Regions from separate parts of the Mus musculus genome. Here all the other regions are linked to region 2. The links are chromatin contacts, called in public HiChIP or PLAC-seq and promoter capture Hi-C maps. All regions are on one chromosome and are shown on one strand. The core of a region is the stretch at or near the end of the contact, and the rest is flanking DNA. Distances in the headings are between cores, read along the strand shown. Region 1 overlaps Syt16 (synaptotagmin XVI). Region 2 holds the start of Rhoj (ras homolog family member J). Region 3 overlaps Syt16 (synaptotagmin XVI).

Region 1 (3,223 bases), core at 624-3,123, 1.1 Mb after region 2:
TGGCTAATGTGTTTGCTATGCTTGCATGAAGACCTAAGTGTGAATCCCTGGCACTGATGTAAAAAGCTGAGCCTGCCAGCATGCACTCGTCACCTCCGTGCTATGCTGGTGTGGACACAGGCAGGTACCTAAAGCTTGCTAGTCACTCAGTCTAACCAATTCGTGAGTTTCAAGCTCAGTAAAAGGCCCTGCTTTAAAAAATAAAAATAAAAATAAGGCAGAGTGATAAAGATACCTGATATCAACCTCGGGCCTCCACATGACTATGAACACAAAGACCAATGAACAAGAAAGACAACATAGTTTGCAGCTGGTAGGAAGGTTAGCTTGTGAAGTCATTGGAGCAGACAGTATGGAGGGTCTTTCAGAAATTCACAGACATGTGAATTCATTTCAATTTCTTGAGCGTTTTCCTACCAGCACACTTGTAGTCTCTTAGTCTCTCTAACTATCACTCATGATTTGGTGTTCTTTGCCTTTCATGTTCCTTCTGCCTCTCAGAGACTCTCATAATGCTGGCTCCTTCCCATTTGGGGCTCAGACTGACTGTCCTTGCATTCTGAAAGCTTCCCTGATCATCTATCCTTGACTAGCTCTCACCCGCATCCCATCTTCTCCTCTAGAACGTCTATAAAAATAAACCTATCCCATCCTTTGTTAACTAGTGTCTTCCTATTACATAAAACAAGGCTGGCTTCATGGTGAGTATATTAAATATTGAGCATTTTGTGAACACCCGGTGTTATCACAAGCCAGAGCATACACATGCACCCTAGTGCACTGTTCCCTATGACTGAATACTCATACCCAGCCTCCCATCTAGACTAGTTAAAATGTCTTTAAGGTTTCTATTCAGATATTGTAGCTTTTCAGAACATCATTCTTTTACCCTTAAATTGGGTGACAGGCTCCTTTTATGTTCTATAAAATCATTCTTGTATTTTACCTTATCAATGGCATTCCTGAAATGTGGAGAAATTTCTGTTTCTTGGGACCCTTCCTTGGAAAAGAAAAAGAGAGAGAATAGAGTGGAAGAAACAAGAAGATAGGAAGCAGGGGGCGGGGAAGGAAAGGGTGAGTCAGACAGAAGTCCAGCAGTGGTAGCTACAGATAAAGGTAGGTCTGTATTTGAGTCAAAGCAGGCTGGAGTTGCTAAGTAATGGGTATGGGGGAGGTCCTTATAATGCTTGCTCATGTTAGCTGCTATATGACTAAGTCCCTTAACTTCTTGGGTCCTCTATCCATTCTTTGGGGTCATTTTTAATGTCTCCATTATTTCCTCAGTTTTTGCAAGTTCCTCAAGTCCATCACTGCTGACTGATGGCCATCAATATTCAATCCTTTTTTTTTTTTTTTTTTTTTTTTTTTTGCTGATCTCCATGGAGTATCTGCTCTATGAACAAGAGTATTTACTTATTTCACCTTAATGTTACTAGTTCTTTCCAGCACCATGGTAGTAGAAAAAAAAGTCCAAAGAAACTAGATCTCATTAATATTTCAATAATCGGGCACAGGAAGCATCCCACCAGAAAACCCCGACAATGATTAATTTCCTCGTTCCTATTTGTGTTCGGCTTAGTATTCTGGTATAGGATGAACCAGCACATGAAGGAGAAAACCAGAGGTCAATAGGAATACAGTGACATTTCCTCTACTTTAGAGGGCAGAATCAGCTAAGCTCCCAGGACATGGCCAAGGGAACAAATGGGAGGGGTGGTTGACATTAACATCCATCAGCACTCTTCCCAACTCTGTGATTCTTGGGACCTTTCCTTGGAAAAGAAAAAGAGAATAGAGTGGAAGAGACAAGAGGATAGGAAGCAGGGGGCGGGGAAGGAAAAGGGTGAGTCAGACAGAAGTCCAGCAGTGGTAGCTACAGATAACGGTAGGTCCGTATTTGAGTCAAAGCAGGCTGTCCTTCTACACTTAGGACAGTTTTTAAAGTTTAAACGGCCACAAGTCATTCATTTCAGATGTATGTGTCAATGTAGAATACTTCTATACCTAGAAAATTATTAACTATAATTAAAATGCAGGTAATTTTCTCCAATGAGTCACATAGGAAGGCTTCTCCTTACTTATGCTAATCATATGGTAACTATAGCATCTGCTATATCCTCAACATCCACTCTTCTTGGAACTTTGTATATCACATTTAGTTATGACAGAGTATTATTTTTCCCATTGTACACTGACAAAAAGTTAAATAAATTATACCAGAAAACAAAGAAAAGTAACAAAGTTGGAACTTGAACACAGAACCTATATTCCTAAACGTTTTGCATATCATCAAATGTCATCACATCAGGAAATAGAGCCATGTCTAGACTACTCTTTGGGTGAAGAGAAAAGCTTTGCCTTCAGTCTGCCAAAAGGCCGTATCCTCTTTGCTAGATGAAGGAGCAGTATGGTGAGAAGGGCTGCTGGTCCACATGAGTGTGGGCAGGATGCAGGATAACTGCCTATCACTTTGCATCCAATTTAAGTATAACAGCAGCTGCTATTCTAAGTCTCCCTTCCCAAGGATCTCGGAGCATTCTCTGTCTAAAAGGGATACCTGAACTCTCTCCTGAGTGCCACTGGGCATTGACAGTGATGCTATCCAAGTGACAGAGATAATCCAATACTGAGCCTCCAGCAGGATTGGGGTGGTTTGAGTAGGAATGGCCCTCAGAGGCTCATAGATTTGACTGTTTGGTCACCACAAGGAGTGGCACTGTTAGAAAGTATGACTTTCCTGGAGTAGGTGTGGCCTTGTTAGAGGAAGTGTGTCACTATGGGTGGGCTTTGAGGTTTCAGATGCTTCAGCCAAGCCCAGTGTCTCTCTCCCTCTCCCTCTCCCTCTCCCTCTCCCTCTCCCTCTCCCTCTCCCTCTCCCTCTCCCTCTCCCTCTCCCTCTCCTTCCCCCTCCCCCTCCCCCTCCCCCTCTCCCTCTCCCTCTTCCCCTCCCCCTCTCCCTCTCTCTCTCTCTCTCTCTCTCTCTCTCTCTCTCTCTCCTGTCTGCTGAGATGATGAGATGTAGAACTCTAGGCTACCTCTCCAGCATCATGTCTGCCTGCATGGTGTCATGTTTCCTTCCATTACAATAATGAACTAGTGTTCTAATGTAAGCGAACCACACATTCTCATCTCATCACAGTAATAGAAGTTTGACCATGACAGGGATCCCAGCATTCCTCTAGAACTTAACAAATGTTCGCTTGTTTGCTCCGCACAAGGACCT
Region 2 (3,210 bases), core at 489-2,988:
TGGGGGGAGCCCTCCAGAGAGGATGACAAGCGTCTGCTTCCTATGGAGGGAGGATTTCAAATGGCCACACAGCAGAGCTCCAGGCTGACTTCCTGTGAGGGCTTCCTTTAGGCTGATCCTGATCCCAAGCCAAGGTGAAGAGAGAGACATTTCCCTTCCACCAGACCCCAGAGCTCTGATAACTCAAGGGCAATCGATCGAAGTGTTCAAAAGCACTATAAAACTGAGGCCACAGTAAGTCCAAGGCAACGGGTCAGTTCACATAGGGGAAGCTTAGGGGTGGCAGCTATGTCAAGAAACAAGGCATGATGCTGACTGACATCACCACAAACCTTCAAACCCTCAAACACTAAAACTCCCCTGAAAGGATTAAGTTGTGACTACAGCATCGGGGTGATCACGGTTTAAAATACTAGATACTCAAATTTGTCTTTTCAGGACATAGTTGAAAACGATTTAATTGCATTTGAATTTTTTACTTTAAAAAACATAGCCATCTTTTACTTAATTTTCCACTTAGTATTTAAAAGCGTGGGACACTTTTCTCCTTATCTACCATCCCAGAAGAGTGAAAGTACAAAATTTAAGCCCCAAGTAATCCAGGAAAAAAAAAAAAGAAGGTTTTATTAGCTGGTTCTATTAGCCGTTTGATCATGACTAGCATGGAGTAGAAAAAGTTTAGAGAGTAGAACACTTTCCATGTGTCTAGCGGTGATTTTTTTAAAATGGAATATTTTGCAATACACTACACTTCAAAAAAAAATAATTACCGTGAAAAGTTGAAGAAAGTTTAGGCAAAAATGTTGAGAAACATTTCTGGAGGATATTTCCCCAGGATTGCACATTTGTTTCAATAGGAGAAGCATGTGAATGGATGTACAGGGTCTCCGCAGGATCCTAGCACCATTCTTGATGGAGTTACCTGGTACCTGCCAGATCCACATCAGTCTGTGACTTTCTGGCGAAAGCCAGGTCCCTCTGAACGCTAGGTAGCTGTGCCCAGAACCCCACCGCTCATCTAGACGGAGTTGGTCCCCACGCTTTCCTACCTGCGTAGTGGTCAAACACAGTGGGCACGTATTCCTCTGGGAAGGCGTCGTTGGCGTAGCTCATCAGCAAGCAGGTCTTCCCCACCGCGCCGTCCCCGACCACCACGCACTTCAGGATCCTGTTCTCCTCATGTCCATTGCAGCCGCAGCTGCTGTCGGTCCTCTCTCTGCAGCTCATGTTGGCGGCTCCCGCAGCAGCTGCTGGGGCTTCTGCAGTGCATGGAGCGGTGGCACCGGCCCCAGGCTGGAGCTCAGGCGGCCTGACTCTGGCTGGCCGGGCTCTCCCAGGCACAGCCCAGACACACTCGAGCCCCGCAGCTCACCATGCTGGAGAAGGAAGGCACTCTTGGGAGGAGGGATGAAAAGGGTCTGTCCCTTTCTCCCAATCCCAACGGAGAAGTGGAGTTGGGGGTAGAGCTGGAGTTAAGAAACTCTCATGTCCATAGACTTCCCGGGACTTCCTGGCAGTCTAGAAATATCAGCAGCCCGTGAGAATCTCACTCTACCCTCCCCATCCCCAGCCTGGCTAATGACACGGTGGGATTTGGATAACTCCTGCCCGGTTTTCCACCACACAACTAATATGGAGGAGAGAAGGGCTTTTAAACGGAGTTTCCCCCCCCTCGCTTCCTCCAGCTTGCCGAGTGTCAGGAAATCGTGGGTTTCCTGCTGCATTCCATATTAGGATCAGTGGGCCGGGGAAGGCGGCAACAATGGGGCTCTGTGCGTGTGTTTGGACTTCTGGGGAACCAGGCCAGGACACGGAGAGGGGAAAACACTAGGGGTCCTGCAGCCAGCTTAAGCTGTCAAACTTCCTGCTTTATCCCCTGCTAGCTAGCCAGGCTGCTGGCTTGTGGCTGGGAAGAAGCCAAAGAAGAAAGGATGGAACCCGGGGAGCAGTGTCTGCCGCGGAAACTAGGGAGAGGACTGAGTTTGAGAGCTTGAGGGAGCTGAGAGGACCTCATAGGGATTGCAGGCTAACATATGACGTCATCCTCCCTCCCTGACTCACCAGTTCAAATCGACAGTTTTTTTTTCCCTTAAACGAGAATCTCAAGCAATTCTTTTCCGCAACAAGGAAGGAAATCTTCCAGAGTCACACGATTTTGAAGAGGGGGGAACGTTGTGCAGGTTGTAGGTATATTATGAGTGACCAAGTTTACAAGTCTGTGTTTGAGCACAATGCTCAAATATACATTTCAGACTCCCCAAAACAACCCCAATGATTTTTTTTTAAACAGAGGAAATCAATCAGATATTGGGCTCAATCAGATATGCTGAGCTCAGGACTCACACTTTTGGAAGTGAGAGAGAGAGGCACATAGTGTGGCCTTTTGGCTTGGTTAGAGTCTCTAATGCTGTGTATGCATAGAGGCTTCTCCTTTTCTTCGAATCATCTCCCCCTGGGTAGGCCCAGCTCTCCTCAATGACACAGGCGCATAGCAGCCAGTTTGGTGCCTGAGAACGAAGCCCCATTTGATAATGGACAACGTGAACCTACAAATGATTTTGACGAATGGGTTAAAGTAAAAAAAACCCTTTGCTTTCCTATGAGATTTTGAAGATTGCAGATTATCTAAGGGCTTTGAGCGGTTTCACTGTGGCCGGGACGGGGAAAAGTCAGCTTTAGTGACTGTCAGTAACTTAGGTACCTACAACTCATGTGCATGCTGTCAAGGTACAGAGTCCACACCTCTTCTGTTTTGAATAGAGTAAAACTTGCCATGATGCTTGGTGCCCCAACATTTCTTTCCTATGAAAGAAAAACATTTCAATTAGGTATAGAGTGTATCAGGGATGTTATGTTACCATAACAATAATCCCCAAAGTTCAGAATTCGAAATAACTTTCTCTTTCTTCCTTCCTTCCTTCCTTCCTTCCTTCCTTCCTTCCTTCCTTCCTTCCTTCCTTTCGTTCTTTCTTTCTTTCTTTCTCTCTCTCTCTCTCTCTCTCTTTCTTTCTTCTTCTTCCTCCTCCTTTTCCTCTTCCCTCTTCTTTTCCTCCTTCCTTCCTTTCCTCCTCCTTTTTCTCCTCCCCTTCTCCTCCCCTCCTTCTCCTCTGCACCCTCCGTTTCCTTCTCCTCCACCTCCTTTTCCTCTTCCTCTTCCCTTTTCTCCTCCCTCCTTTTTCTCCTCCCCCTCCCCCTCCCCCCCTCCTGTGT
Region 3 (2,887 bases), core at 281-2,780, 1.1 Mb after region 2:
TTCTCTATTCACAAATACCCTCCCAGTGGGCCAGGGAATGGACACACACACACACACAAATACTATAAACAACTTCTAAAGACAGGACACCTGTCACACCAATCCAAGTCATTTTAAAAAACTAAGAATAGTCCTATCTGGATGTGATGGTCAGTCAAGGCCACCCCCAGACCAGAAAATTTTCTGTTGTTTTTCTAGAAAGTGAATGCAGGAAATGTTTGTTCAGGAAGATGGCTTTTTAACAGCTTAGCTGTGACATAACCACATAGCATACAATTCATTAATTAAAACACATAGTCCAATGATGTGAAAAACTTTGCAGCCATCACCATGATCAACTTTAGACCCCTTCATCACTGTCAACTGGAACTCTATGCTTCGCCTCTCACCAACCCCACCTCCACAGCCACAGTCAGCCATCAACCTACTTTTCTTTCTATATGCAATGGTGGCTTATGGGGCACTTCTATATAAAACGTGCCTTCTGTGTTCTTTTACTGAGTGACTTATTTCACTTAGCATAATCTCCTCAAGGTTTGTCTTTGTTGTAATATGCACCACCACATGGGGCACAGAAACCTGGTGTTCATTCTTTTTAGAGGTAAGTAATTTTTTCCATTATGGAGGCCTACCACATGGTGCCTATCCACATATGAATTGATTGACAGGCTGTTTTCATTTCCTAGCTGTTATGAATGATGTTGCTGTACGTATGCTAATTTCACACAGACCTGCATTTTCATTTCTCTTGCATTCATGCCTGGGATGGAAGTGGAGGAACAACCCAGAGTTTGTTACTCTACCAGACTGACAGGGAGACTGCAGAACTTTCCTCTTCCAGCACAAGGTTGCTCTTCCCTGACATTGAAACTGCTTTTTGTTTGCTCATTGACTCTTTAATATATTTTTCTCTGACTTCTCTATTCAAGTCCTTCCTCTATTCTTAAGAATTCCTTATATAGTCTAGATATAAGTGCCTTATTGGGTATAACATTTACAGGGTCTTTTCACTTTGCTTATTGATATCATATGCAGCACAAAAGTCTCCAGTGTTGGTGAGATCCAGCACAGCTTTTTTATCTCTCTCACTTGTACTTTTAGCATTAGGCTCCATAATGCTTTCTCCAACCCAAAGTCACCAAGATTAACAAACAGTTACTCTCTACACATTTTAGCTTTTATATTTTGGTTCATGATCAGCTTTGAGTTCATCTTGCGTGTGGTCTAAGTAAACTTTTTTTTTATTTGATATTTGATACATTATATGGCATCTCTCCCAGCGTTCATCTCCATAACCAGTTCTCATTCAAAACTTCCACTCTCTGCCTCTTCTGGGCTCTTGTGTGCTGTCTTCGTGATGGTTCGTGAACTTCTTCTTGTCAGATCACTCAGTTGATGCGTGACTAATATTAAGCCTCTTCCAGAATGTGTGTCCTTGTTTTGAAAATGAAAAGTGATCTATGCTATCCCAGGTTCTGATTTGTGCATTGCGACAGGGAAGCAGGGACATCCCTGCTGGGATGACCAAGACTCACACTTAGTCACTGGTGTGTCATTTTATCAAAGAACCACTTCCTCTTGGCACATGAGAGGAAACCCTGACTTGAGTCTATTCATAGCCCAACCAAAGGAGCAGTTTTACTTCTGCTGTATAAAGCATCATAGCAAATACTTTTCAATGATCCTGCTCCTTTTCAATATTTTGAAACTAAATTAGTATTTAATCATTGATGCACTTTCTGAACTAACACATTTTGTAACTTGGTGGGAGATATTTGTCCTTAAGCTTATTTTACTAACAGCACAGTAATCTTGGACTTTATAAAATGTCTTTTAAAAGTGGATGATTCTGCCATTTATCCCCTCTGCTAGATTTACATTTAATAGCTGGTGTATTTTCAAAACTACAGAAATTCAGATGGCTAAATAATTAGAGATCATTTCTTCATTAACTACAAGAATATTTTCATTAGAAGGAAATATGCTGAACCAAACAAGCAAGAAGACGTTCTACCCACATATTCTGTTGTCAAGCCCACCAGCCAAGCCTACCTGCAAGTGACGTGACGTTTTAAGTGTGTCAGGTTTACCTTAATGAGTTTTTAACTAAGTTTGAATTTCACAGTCTAGCACTGTTATGTTTAAAGAGATTTCCAAAATTTCTAGGAGAGCTTTGCTGAAAAACTAACCACTTAGAGCTAAAGGATACCCAGCATTCCTATCCTTGATGTCTTATAAACTAATATAAATAATATACTTGTAAACTCAAATATGAATTTTTATGCTTTAGGTAATCATGCCCATCCTATGCTAATAAAAGTTACAAAATAATGGGATTGAATCATTCCTACTTGTAAGAATCTTAAGTAATTGATTCATATATATATATATATATATATATGTATACACACACACACACACACATATATACACACATACATATATGCATATGTGTATAAACACGAGTGTCAAGGAAGACAACTTTTGTGGACTCTTCTCTACCTTTCTGTGTGTCCCGGGGATTAAACTCAGGCCCTCAGGCTTAGTTAGCAAGCATTTTTACCCACTAAACCATCTTCCACTCCTGCTCTTTGAGTCTCTTAAATGTCATTCACTAATAGACCTTTAAGAATGTATGCTATCTTGCTTACTGTCTTAGAGAGAATGGAACTGAACCAGAAAGAATAAGTAGGTTTTTTTTTTTTCCACAAAGAAGAAAATGACAAAAATTTTCTTAACATCCCACATAACTAGGGAATTTTCAATTTTATTAAGGTGTTCAGATGCTAAAAATGCTAACACACATTTCTTGTTGTTGTTGTTTTTATAAAGCTTTTTGTAACTTGACTTTCTTTTGCAACTTGGCTTTCCATCTTCTCTGTGCTCT

What was found. Promoter capture Hi-C pulls out the DNA fragments that hold promoters and counts their contacts. HiChIP or PLAC-seq counts read pairs in DNA pulled down with a chosen protein or histone mark.
Region 1: a promoter capture Hi-C map of embryonic stem cells shows a contact between it and region 2, with 4 times the contacts expected there. The contact joins the enhancer-like site here to the promoter of Rhoj in region 2. A contact is called at or near these places in 11 of 39 promoter capture datasets (the HPC-7 cell line, HPC-7-derived erythroid cells, cranial neural crest and 5 more) and 1 of 115 datasets of contacts at active chromatin or transcription factors (bone marrow-derived macrophages).
Region 3: an H3K4me3 HiChIP or PLAC-seq map of bone marrow-derived macrophages shows a contact between it and region 2, with 8 times the contacts expected there. The contact joins the enhancer-like site here to the promoter of Rhoj in region 2. A contact is called at or near these places in 9 of 39 promoter capture datasets (the 3T3-L1 cell line, HPC-7-derived erythroid cells, cranial neural crest and 5 more), 3 of 115 datasets of contacts at active chromatin or transcription factors (bone marrow-derived macrophages, embryonic stem cells and stem cell-derived neural progenitor cells) and 1 of 9 other capture datasets (liver).

Annotation. Positions count from the first base shown.
Region 1 is chr12:74,218,756-74,221,978 of GRCm38.p6, reverse strand. All of the region lies in intron 3 of Syt16 (synaptotagmin XVI), which reads right to left. Among named protein-coding and RNA genes, the nearest start is that of 1700086L19Rik, 64 kb to the left of the region's middle. Within about 2 kb of position 1,873, at least 4 of the 459 cell types and tissues checked have an H3K27ac peak or open chromatin away from gene starts, as enhancers often do.
Region 2 is chr12:75,306,841-75,310,050 of GRCm38.p6, reverse strand. Rhoj (ras homolog family member J) reads right to left here and starts at 1,738. Exons shown (of 5, transcript NM_023275.2): 1 at 1,050-1,738. The coding sequence starts at 1,227.
Region 3 is chr12:74,191,369-74,194,255 of GRCm38.p6, reverse strand. All of the region lies in intron 3 of Syt16 (synaptotagmin XVI), which reads right to left. Among named protein-coding and RNA genes, the nearest start is that of Gm40889, 52 kb to the right of the region's middle. Within about 2 kb of position 1,530, at least 22 of the 459 cell types and tissues checked have an H3K27ac peak or open chromatin away from gene starts, as enhancers often do. A contact at or near this core is called in bone marrow-derived macrophages, where this site is marked.